Linked DNA regions of Mus musculus: regions 1 and 3 are each linked to region 2. Evidence: chromatin contacts called from public HiCAR-type and promoter capture Hi-C data. All regions are on one chromosome and are shown on one strand. Each heading gives the region's core, a stretch centred on a gene start, on an enhancer-like site or on the middle of the called end of the contact. The rest is flanking DNA. Distances are from core to core; before and after follow the strand shown. Region 1 holds the start of Trank1 (tetratricopeptide repeat and ankyrin repeat containing 1). Region 2 holds the start of Clasp2 (CLIP associating protein 2). Region 3 overlaps Dclk3 (doublecortin-like kinase 3).

The links. Promoter capture Hi-C pulls out the DNA fragments that hold promoters and counts their contacts. HiCAR-type assays count read pairs that join an accessible place to other places.
Region 1: a promoter capture Hi-C map of embryonic stem cells shows a contact between it and region 2, with 3 times the contacts expected there. The contact joins the promoter of Trank1 here to the promoter of Clasp2 in region 2. A contact is called at or near these places in 3 of 39 promoter capture datasets (cranial neural crest, embryonic stem cells and hippocampal neurons) and 2 of 115 datasets of contacts at active chromatin or transcription factors (astrocytes and stem cell-derived neural progenitor cells).
Region 3: a HiCAR-type map of astrocytes shows a contact between it and region 2, with 5 times the contacts expected there. The contact joins the enhancer-like site here to the promoter of Clasp2 in region 2. A contact is called at or near these places in 2 of 39 promoter capture datasets (the C10 cell line and hippocampal neurons) and 4 of 115 datasets of contacts at active chromatin or transcription factors (astrocytes, embryonic forebrain, embryonic limb bud and 1 more).

Annotation. Positions count from the first base shown.
Region 1 is chr9:111,310,291-111,312,990 of GRCm38.p6, reverse strand. Trank1 (tetratricopeptide repeat and ankyrin repeat containing 1) reads right to left here and starts at 1,252. Exons shown (of 22, transcript NM_001164659.1): 1 at 740-1,252. The coding sequence starts at 1,149.
Region 2 is chr9:113,740,133-113,742,851 of GRCm38.p6, reverse strand. Clasp2 (CLIP associating protein 2) reads right to left here and starts at 1,379. Exons shown (of 40, transcript NM_001114347.1): 1 at 977-1,379. The coding sequence starts at 1,171.
Region 3 is chr9:111,472,949-111,475,818 of GRCm38.p6, reverse strand. All of the region lies in intron 2 of Dclk3 (doublecortin-like kinase 3), which reads right to left. Among named protein-coding and RNA genes, the nearest start is that of Dclk3, 35 kb to the right of the region's middle. Within about 2 kb of position 1,443, at least 30 of the 459 cell types and tissues checked have an H3K27ac peak or open chromatin away from gene starts, as enhancers often do. A contact at or near this core is called in astrocytes, where this site is marked.

The DNA of each region.
Region 1 (2,700 bases), core at 3-2,502, 2.4 Mb after region 2:
GACAGTGCTAACTGAGCTGAAGCGGGTCCCCAGGCTGCAGAGCTCACGGACTCCCTTGCCCTCCTTTCTAAATTTTGCTTTTTCTTTTTTTCCAAGTTGCACATCTCCCTAAGAACTATCCCCAGGCAGCCTCTCTCTTGCCTGCCTCGGTGAAACGCCCCCAGCAGAGAGCAGAGTCCCCCCCAGCGGGGCCCGCGAGCCCTCCGCGGCGGGTTACAAGTGCGCAGAGCCCGCGAGTGCAAGAGTGCGGGGGTTGGGGGCCCGAGGACGAACCGGGCTGAGCCGGGCCGAGCAGCAGGCTGAACCCGCGCTCCTGAGCAAACCGCCCCGCGACTCGGGTCGGCGGCGGAGGGTGGGCCGCGGAGGCCGCAGGGATGGAGGACCGAGGCCTCCCCCTCCAGGGGGCAGCCCGCGCCCCGCGCTCCCCGCCGATGCCGCGCCGTCATCCCCGCGCGGCTCCGCACACCTCGAGCCAAGCTGTGCGGCGAGGCGCGTCCGCCGCGGTGTGGCCCGGAGGCCCCTCCGGGGGGTGGGGGAGGATGGGGGTGGGGGTCCCCGCAGGGAAAGCTCCGCCGGGCACCGCTGCCCGCCCGGGCCGTGTCGCCCCGCGCGCCTTCCCGCGCCAGGCCGCGGTCGAGGGAGGGAGAAGGGGGGAGGGCAGACAACCCCGCGGGGCCTCGGGGACTCGGGGCCCGCAAAGCCCCAGACGCCCCCCCCCCAACCCCCGCCAGCTACGCACCTTGCCGCGCGCGGGTCCCACATGGCCGGGACTCGCCGCCGCCGCCTCGGGATGCGCGCAGGTGACACCGAGGCCCCGCGTTCCGAGGCCGGGGCCAGGCGGAAAGCTGCTTCCCGCGGCTCGTGCGGGACCGGCTGCGGGAGCGCCGCGCAGGCCGAGTCCGTGCTCCCACGCGGCTGCGGGGGCCCGAGAGCCGTCACGTATCGCCTCGCGGCGGGAGACGAAGGTGTCGCCTTTGCTCCGAGGAGAGTGTCGCGTCCCGCACCGCCGCGCGGGAGAGGCCCGCGGCGTGGCGGCCCGGCCTCCGGGGCCGAAAGCTTCGCGCCGGGCGCGCGGGACCGCGGCGTGGGGCCCCGTCTCGAGCTGCGTCTCCTCGGAGGCCAGCGGCGGCCCGCGGTCGTGGAAGCCATGGCTCGGCGAGCTCGCGGCGGCGCGCTCCCCTCGGGTCGTCCCCTCAGACGCCGACGTCGCACTCACCGCGCGCCCGACGCGCCGTTCCTGGAGGTCGGGAGCAGACCGGGCAGCGAAGCTCCGAGCAGCGCGACGCTCGTCGCCTCCGTCATTTGCCGAGTTCCTGTCACGCGGGCGGGAACCGTCCAGGCGCCTGGCAGAAGGGCCGCGAAGTCGTGAGGGTGAGGCGAGGTGGCTCCGAAGCTCTCCTGAGCCGGGATGCGTGCTCGCCCCCCGCCGGGTGGTCCTCGCGACTGAGGGGACAGGAGTCACGTTCCCACCCTCCAGGGGCCCGGGACCCAATCAGAGGGCGCGGCCGCTGGCACGCTGCCTCCTGGTGGCTCATGGGCCTCCTGGGCCAGAGCCCAGGGCGCGTCGAACAGCGGAAGACAGGAGCCGGCCGGGGGAGGCGGAGGGACGAGGCCAGGAACACCGCGGTCCTTCCCAGCTCCTCCAGGGGAGTCGGAACCAGTCAGCCCTGACCAGCAGCCTCCTTCTGGCCTTCTCTCAATTCGACCCCCATGCCACCACACACGCACTCACGCACACACACAAATGTGAGGCGCCATTCCCCCTCAAAACCCTTGGGTGGCACCCCACTGCCTAGGGCTGAGCCTTTAGGCTCCTCAGTGTTAGCCTAGGGTCCCGGACACAGTGCTCCCACAAACGCTTGAACTCCAGTCATACCCCCACCCTGGTGGGATTTTTAAAACGCTGGTGGATGCCTTTGCTTCTGATTTCTTATGGCATATATCTCCAGGGTGCAATTTTTAAAGCTTTCCAAGACATTGTATCAAGTAGTAGAATTTGAAAGGCTTGCTGTCATGAGACATTGCTAGACCTTTCATTTTAAAGAGATTTTATAAAACCTTCTCAGCTCTAACATGTTTGGTACACCACCAGCAACAGCACCACCACCACCACCACAGCCTCATCATTTCCACTTCCAAAAGGCCTAGTGGGTTTCCTACGTCAGAGTAAGGCTAGTGGGTTTCTTATGTCAGAATAAGGCAAGAGATTGTGGAGGCAGTACAAGAATAAAATGTGCATCTGTGCTTTTCTGTCCATTTCCATAGCATTGACCTCTAATGTGGACTATACTCTTCAAAATCATCACATAAGTAGATCTTGCTTTTCAAAATCACTTCAACTATTATCAAAATGAGGTGTTGGTGCTGTTAAAAAAAAAAAAAAGCAATCCCCTGCTGCCCTCCTATCTAACAACCCTTTGAGTCTTTCCATGCTTATTTAATTGCTCTGTTCATGTCTGTAAACGTGTTTGGTTGCTACTTGGAATACTTCTTCCCAGTTTCATACACTATCCCTATCTGGTAAATACTTTGAGGCTGCGTACCAAAAGACCTTTATATTTGGTATTCTAGTTTATCTGGGTATAAAATTCAGGCTCAGAAATCATTCACTCCAGTGACTTGTAGCTTTGAGAATTGTTGAAACTGCTAGAAACATTCTGTTATTGACCTCTTTTATTGTTTGTTTTCCTTTATTCTGGA
Region 2 (2,719 bases), core at 130-2,629:
TCTAACCTTCCAACAATTCCATAAAGATCTCATCATTAAAACTGCTTTTCTTGTCTCTATAGATAGAAGCTTTCAAAGTACAGCCTATTTGCTGGATACATCACTAAGAATCGTTCCATCCACGGGAGCTCCCGCCTGCATTTTAAAGCAATACTGCCACCAGAAGACTAAAAAGAAAAGTAACCACTAACAACTCCAACTAATTACAGAATATTCACTTTTCTCCATCGGTGGCTACATAACAACTCCCTGATGCTGACCGGACACCCATTCCTCCTCGTACCTTACCGCACTCCTCCCCATTCCCGCTTCGTTTGCAGCATCAACTAAACCATAGTGTTTCAAATCTAAGTTCGTCCCAACTGCGGGAAAACAAGAGAACTGATGAGTGGTCAACGGCTTTCTGCTGTCAATTAAGGGAAATGTGAATAAATGCCATGAGATGAGCAGTCCTTCCGTGCGAAGGACCTGAATACGCGCTAACGGTGCTTTTGGGTGATCTCAACCTTCACGTAAAGACTACGAAAGAAAAGAGGGAGAAAGGGAGAGGGGAGAGGAAAAGAGAGGAGGGAGACGGGGAGGGAACGACAGAGGAAAGAGAGGGAGGAAGAGAGAAGCAAAAAAGAAAAAAAAAGGAAGAGAGGCGGAGAGGGATGAAGAGAGGGTAGAGAGAAAAGAAACTGGAGATTAAGTATAACAGCAAGAGATGAACTTGACGGTCCAACTTCACGCCGTACTCAAACGCCCCATCTCAGCGCAGGCGTTGCCATCGGGCGTAGACAAACGTTACAAAGTCTTAAAGCCTTGGGCCGCAAGTTACCACTTTGTAAAGCGCCAAGCAACACAGCAACGTGTCACCGAACCGCCGCCTGGGGCCGTACCCCAAGCCCTGGGGGGCGATGCCAGCGCGTCCCCGGACCCCGGCGGCAGCGCGCCCGCCCGCCCCGGCCGCGCGCCCGTTCGCACCGCCGCTCACCCGGTAGTTGCTCGAGCCCACCCAGCGGGTGAGCGCGTCCACGGTCTTAGCCAGGCGGCTCGGATCGTCCTCCAGGTCCGGGATGGCTCCGGGCGTGCCGAGGCAGAGCAGCAGCTCCTCGCCCGCCTGCAGCCGGCCGCTCACGTCCTTCTGCAGCACTTGGGCGCAGAAGTACTCGGCGCCGCGGGGCTCCATGGCCGCGCCCGCCACCCCTCACACGCCCGTCGCCCCTTACACGCCAACTTTCCTCGCAGCACCGCCGAGGCGCGGCGGTGAAGCCTCCGGGACGCGCCGACACGCAGAGACGCCGCTGCCTGGGGTGCGGCGGCCGGCGGGGGACGGCCCCCCTAAACTAATCAAACTCGGCGCCCCCCGGTCCCAGCCCCGCTTCAGAGGCTGCGGCTGCCGGCGACGTCAGCGCGCGCGTGACGTCAGAGCGACGCGCCCGGCCTCCAGCCCGGCCTCCCGGCGCGCCCGAGCCCCTGTGGGCTGCGGCCTGTGGCGCTACTGATGGCCCGAGCCTTGGGCTGTCGGGGCCGTGTGGGTCGCCTCGCGTGGGCGACCCTGGAAGGCCAGTGTGGGAATTCCGGCATCTCCGGCGATTCGCTCCGCCGCCATCATCAAGACTCAAAACTTTTTGGTACTTCTCTCCCTGCCCCGCCCCTGCCGTCTCTTAAAACCGGAATACACGGGTCGCGTTCTTCCTCGGCACAGGCCTGGCTGTCCCTTCCTGCTGCCACCCCCACAGTCGCCCTGGAGGACTTTCTGTTTCCAGTTGATACCGAGGTTTTGCAAATGGATCCACATTTTCTCTTGACGCACTTTCACCTCCCACCCTCACTTCGGGAAGCCCCCAGACCGCCGTTACCCACTAACCACCTCTGCCCTGGGCGACTTTAATTTGATTTTTGTTTGGACAGAGACTAAAGGCAGCACAGGATGTCCTCGAACTCACCCTACAGTATGGTCTTACATTTCTGGCCCTACCCCTGCCTCCCAAGCCTGAGCCACAGAACTCGAGTTTTGTTTGGGGATGGCTGGGGCCGTTAACTTATAAGATTTCTTTTTATTTCATGTGTACGTGTGTGCACCTGAGTGTGCCCGCTTGCAGAAACCAAAAGTTCCAGGAAGTCAGATCTGGATGGAGTTAAGTGGCAGTTGTAAGCCACCTGATGTGAATGCTGGGAACTGAACCTGGGTTCTCTGCAAAAGCAGCAAACCCTCTTAACTGCTGAGCCATCTCTCCAGCCCAGTGTTGTAGAGAACAGGTTTAGCTGTGACACTTGGACGAGTCGGGAACTCAGTCTCTTGCATTCTAAACTTATTTCTAACATGGTAGGGTAATTTTCCATTTTTTAAAGTTATGTAACTCCACACTGTGTTCTTTTTCCTTTCCTCCCCCTCTCCCAGTTTCTTTAACCCTGATCCCAATATCCCTAGGGCTCAATCTGCTGCTGTAATCTTTGGGTCTAACTTCTCATAGCAAAATGTTGGTATTTCATTCCATGAAGTACGTATCTTAAAAGTCTCTACCTTTTTATACTTAATCCTTCCCCGTTATACTCTGACTTGTTGATCCATCCGTCCATATAGCAATAGGCCTCTGGGTTGTTTGCAGTTTTCCATAATGGTTGGCATAAGCACCTGAGTTTGGGTGCCCTTGGAGGCAGAGGCATCATCAGATCTCTTGCAGATGACTTAGATTCGATTCCCAGGATCCACATGGCAGCTCACAACCATCTA
Region 3 (2,870 bases), core at 194-2,693, 2.3 Mb after region 2:
TGGCTCACACACAGCTTCCTGCTGTTTTTGAAGCTGTACATGTACACATGTACACGCACACACATATATATACTTGTACATGCATAAAATTTGATGTGTTAGAATAGCAGCTTGAGTCTGCACACCAGGCCAAAACAGTTCCACATGTAAGAGGTTTATTGGGAGAGAGGGGGGCAAGGAAGATGGCAGCGGAAAGAGAAGTGGAGAAGAGAGAGAAAAAGGTGGGAGGGAGCTTTCTTTGTGTATGGGTAATGATGTAACACTGGTAAAGGTGGGAGGTGAGCCAAGTGGATTCTGGGAATATGGTGGCTGTTGCCTTGGGAAAAGGTCTGTGGGTCCCGCCGATGTGATGTCACAGGTTTCAGAGGTCCTGATGCCAACCAAAGTTTATTTGGAGAGAATAAAACTGACCTTTTTTTTTTTTTATCAAAATCAAAAAAAGTTCTAAATGCCAACTGGTCTGGTAGCCATGAACAGATTGTGTGTTGAGCTGAAAATACTATAGCTATTCACCCACACAAGACTTGTACACACATACAAGTACACACACATATAGAAAATATATAAATATGGCAGGGAGAGAGACTAGTTGGGAAAAATAGAGTGAGCAGCATCAGGAGGGGACAAGATGCTTGTAGGAGATGAATCTGCTCCTAATATGTTGTATGCATGCATGTAAATGTGAATGATGAAAACTGTTAAAAAGAAAAATTACAGCTAATCTGTAGTTTGCCATCACCCTTTCTCTCTCTCTCTCTCTCTCTCTCTCTCTCTCTCTCTCTCTCTCTTTCTCTCCCCACACACACACACACCACTGCCTTAAAGCACTCAAAGATCTCAGCTGTGATATTTAATTCTACAAAGATCTGCGTCTGCTTAACCTCTCAGAGATATTTGTCTACACCGAACACATCACCATTACAGTTTCTACTTCCCAGAGCAACTTCCCATTCTCAACCAGCCACGGAGCTCACTCTCCAGTGACACACTGCTGCCTGGTCCATCCCTCGCACTGTGAGAACAAGCTGAGCCACAGACAGATCCCAGGATCTTGTCCTGGTCAGAAAATACAAGGTAAACCAACTGTCCCCAAGTAAAACTAGTCCCTAGGTACCCCTAATCTTGCATGTGAAAACTGTGGGCGTGGGTAACTGGTGGACTATCTTATTCGGCCCAGCTCACAGGACCTACCCAGAGCTCTCAGAAGAATCGCTCCTGCTTAAAGGGTTCAGGAAAAACAGCAAAGGAAAGAACAAAGACTCTGTTGAGAGTCTGGTCATCAAGTGGGAAAAATGCCTCCATTCAGACCCAGAAGACAGAAACAACAAAAAGACTGAATAATGGGGCCTGTAACTCAGTTTGCAGCATGCATGCCTAGCACGCTGGAATCCTGCCTTCATTCCCATACACCAGGTGTGGCACACGCCTGTAACCCCAGCACAAGCGAGATAGAGGCGAGATGATCAGATGTTCAGGGTCATCCTCGGGCTACGCAACAAGCTTGAGGCAAGTCTGGGATACGTCAGTGAATATATTAGCCAAAAAAATTTTTGATAATAATAAAGGTTTTTTTAAAAGCAATAGAGAAGGGACAAGAACACCAGCGAATATAAAAATTCAGTTTCCACCGAGAGAGTTATCGGAGGCTAATTCAGACCATGCAGGCAGACAGCCAAATTATTCTTGCAATTCTATTAAAGTTGGCAAAAACAGGAGGACCTGAGTTAATGGACAACATAAACCTCATTTCACCAGAAAATGAGCTTGACTCAGTCTGCCTGCAGCCGGCTCACTCGTGGGGGCAGGTCACAGACACAGCTCTGCAGCCTGGAGAATTAAAGGGAGCACACTAAGTTCCTGGCCCCTTTTCCCTGTCCAGAAAAAAAAAATGTGGCTTATTGGCATAACTGTCTCATTCGCTATTGCTTCGTCTGAGGCAAACTAGGCTCTGAGTGGCCCTTCATGATAAATGCCAGGGCACCACGGTCCTTTCAATTTGCTGATCTCAATGATATCAGCAAGCAATGGAGTGTTTGCTGTTTCCCAGACAGCAGTGAGCGATGGCATCCAACGCATGTCTGTTAACTGTCCTCCGTGTAGCAAAACCGTTCTCGGTTCCGTGGTAGAGTCTGAATAAAATCGTGCCTGCTTTCATGGACCTGTCTTTATGGGGAGAGAAGGAAGAAATGGAAGGAAATGTAGAGCCACGGAAGATGACTTCGTGGGTAAAAAGGCCTGTGCGAGCTTAATGATGTGAGTGAAATCTCTGGAAATAATATAAAAATCCAGACATGTTTCCACATGCACTACTACTACCCAGCACTACTGCAGCAGGGTAGGGGAGTATCTGGCAACTCCAGGAGCAGCTGCCTTGTAGGGCACAGAAGCAGTAACAAGAAAGACTCCAACAAGATGGAAGGAGAAAACCAACTCTGGAAAGTTATCCTCTGACTTGCATGGACACATCATGACAGTCAGGTTTGTTGACTTGACAAAAAAAAAAGAGAGAGAGAGAAAAAACTAGAGTTATTTGGGAAAAGAATCTCAACTGAGAAAATGTCACCATTGGGTTGCCCATGGGCAAATCTATAGGGCATTTTCTTGATTAATGACTAAAGTACAAGGGCCTAGGCCACTGTGAGAGGAGCCACTTCTGGGCACGTAGTTCTGTGTTGTATGAGAAAGCAGGCTGAGAAACCCTAGGAGAACAAGCCAGGAAGCAGCACCCCTCCGTGGTCTTTGTTTCAGTTATGGCCTCCAGGCTCCTGCCTGGAGTTCCCTCTCACCTTGGCTCCTTCCGTGGACTCCCACCCAGGATTTGTAAGCCAAATAAGCCCCCTCCTTCCTAGTTTGCTTTTGATCACGTTTCA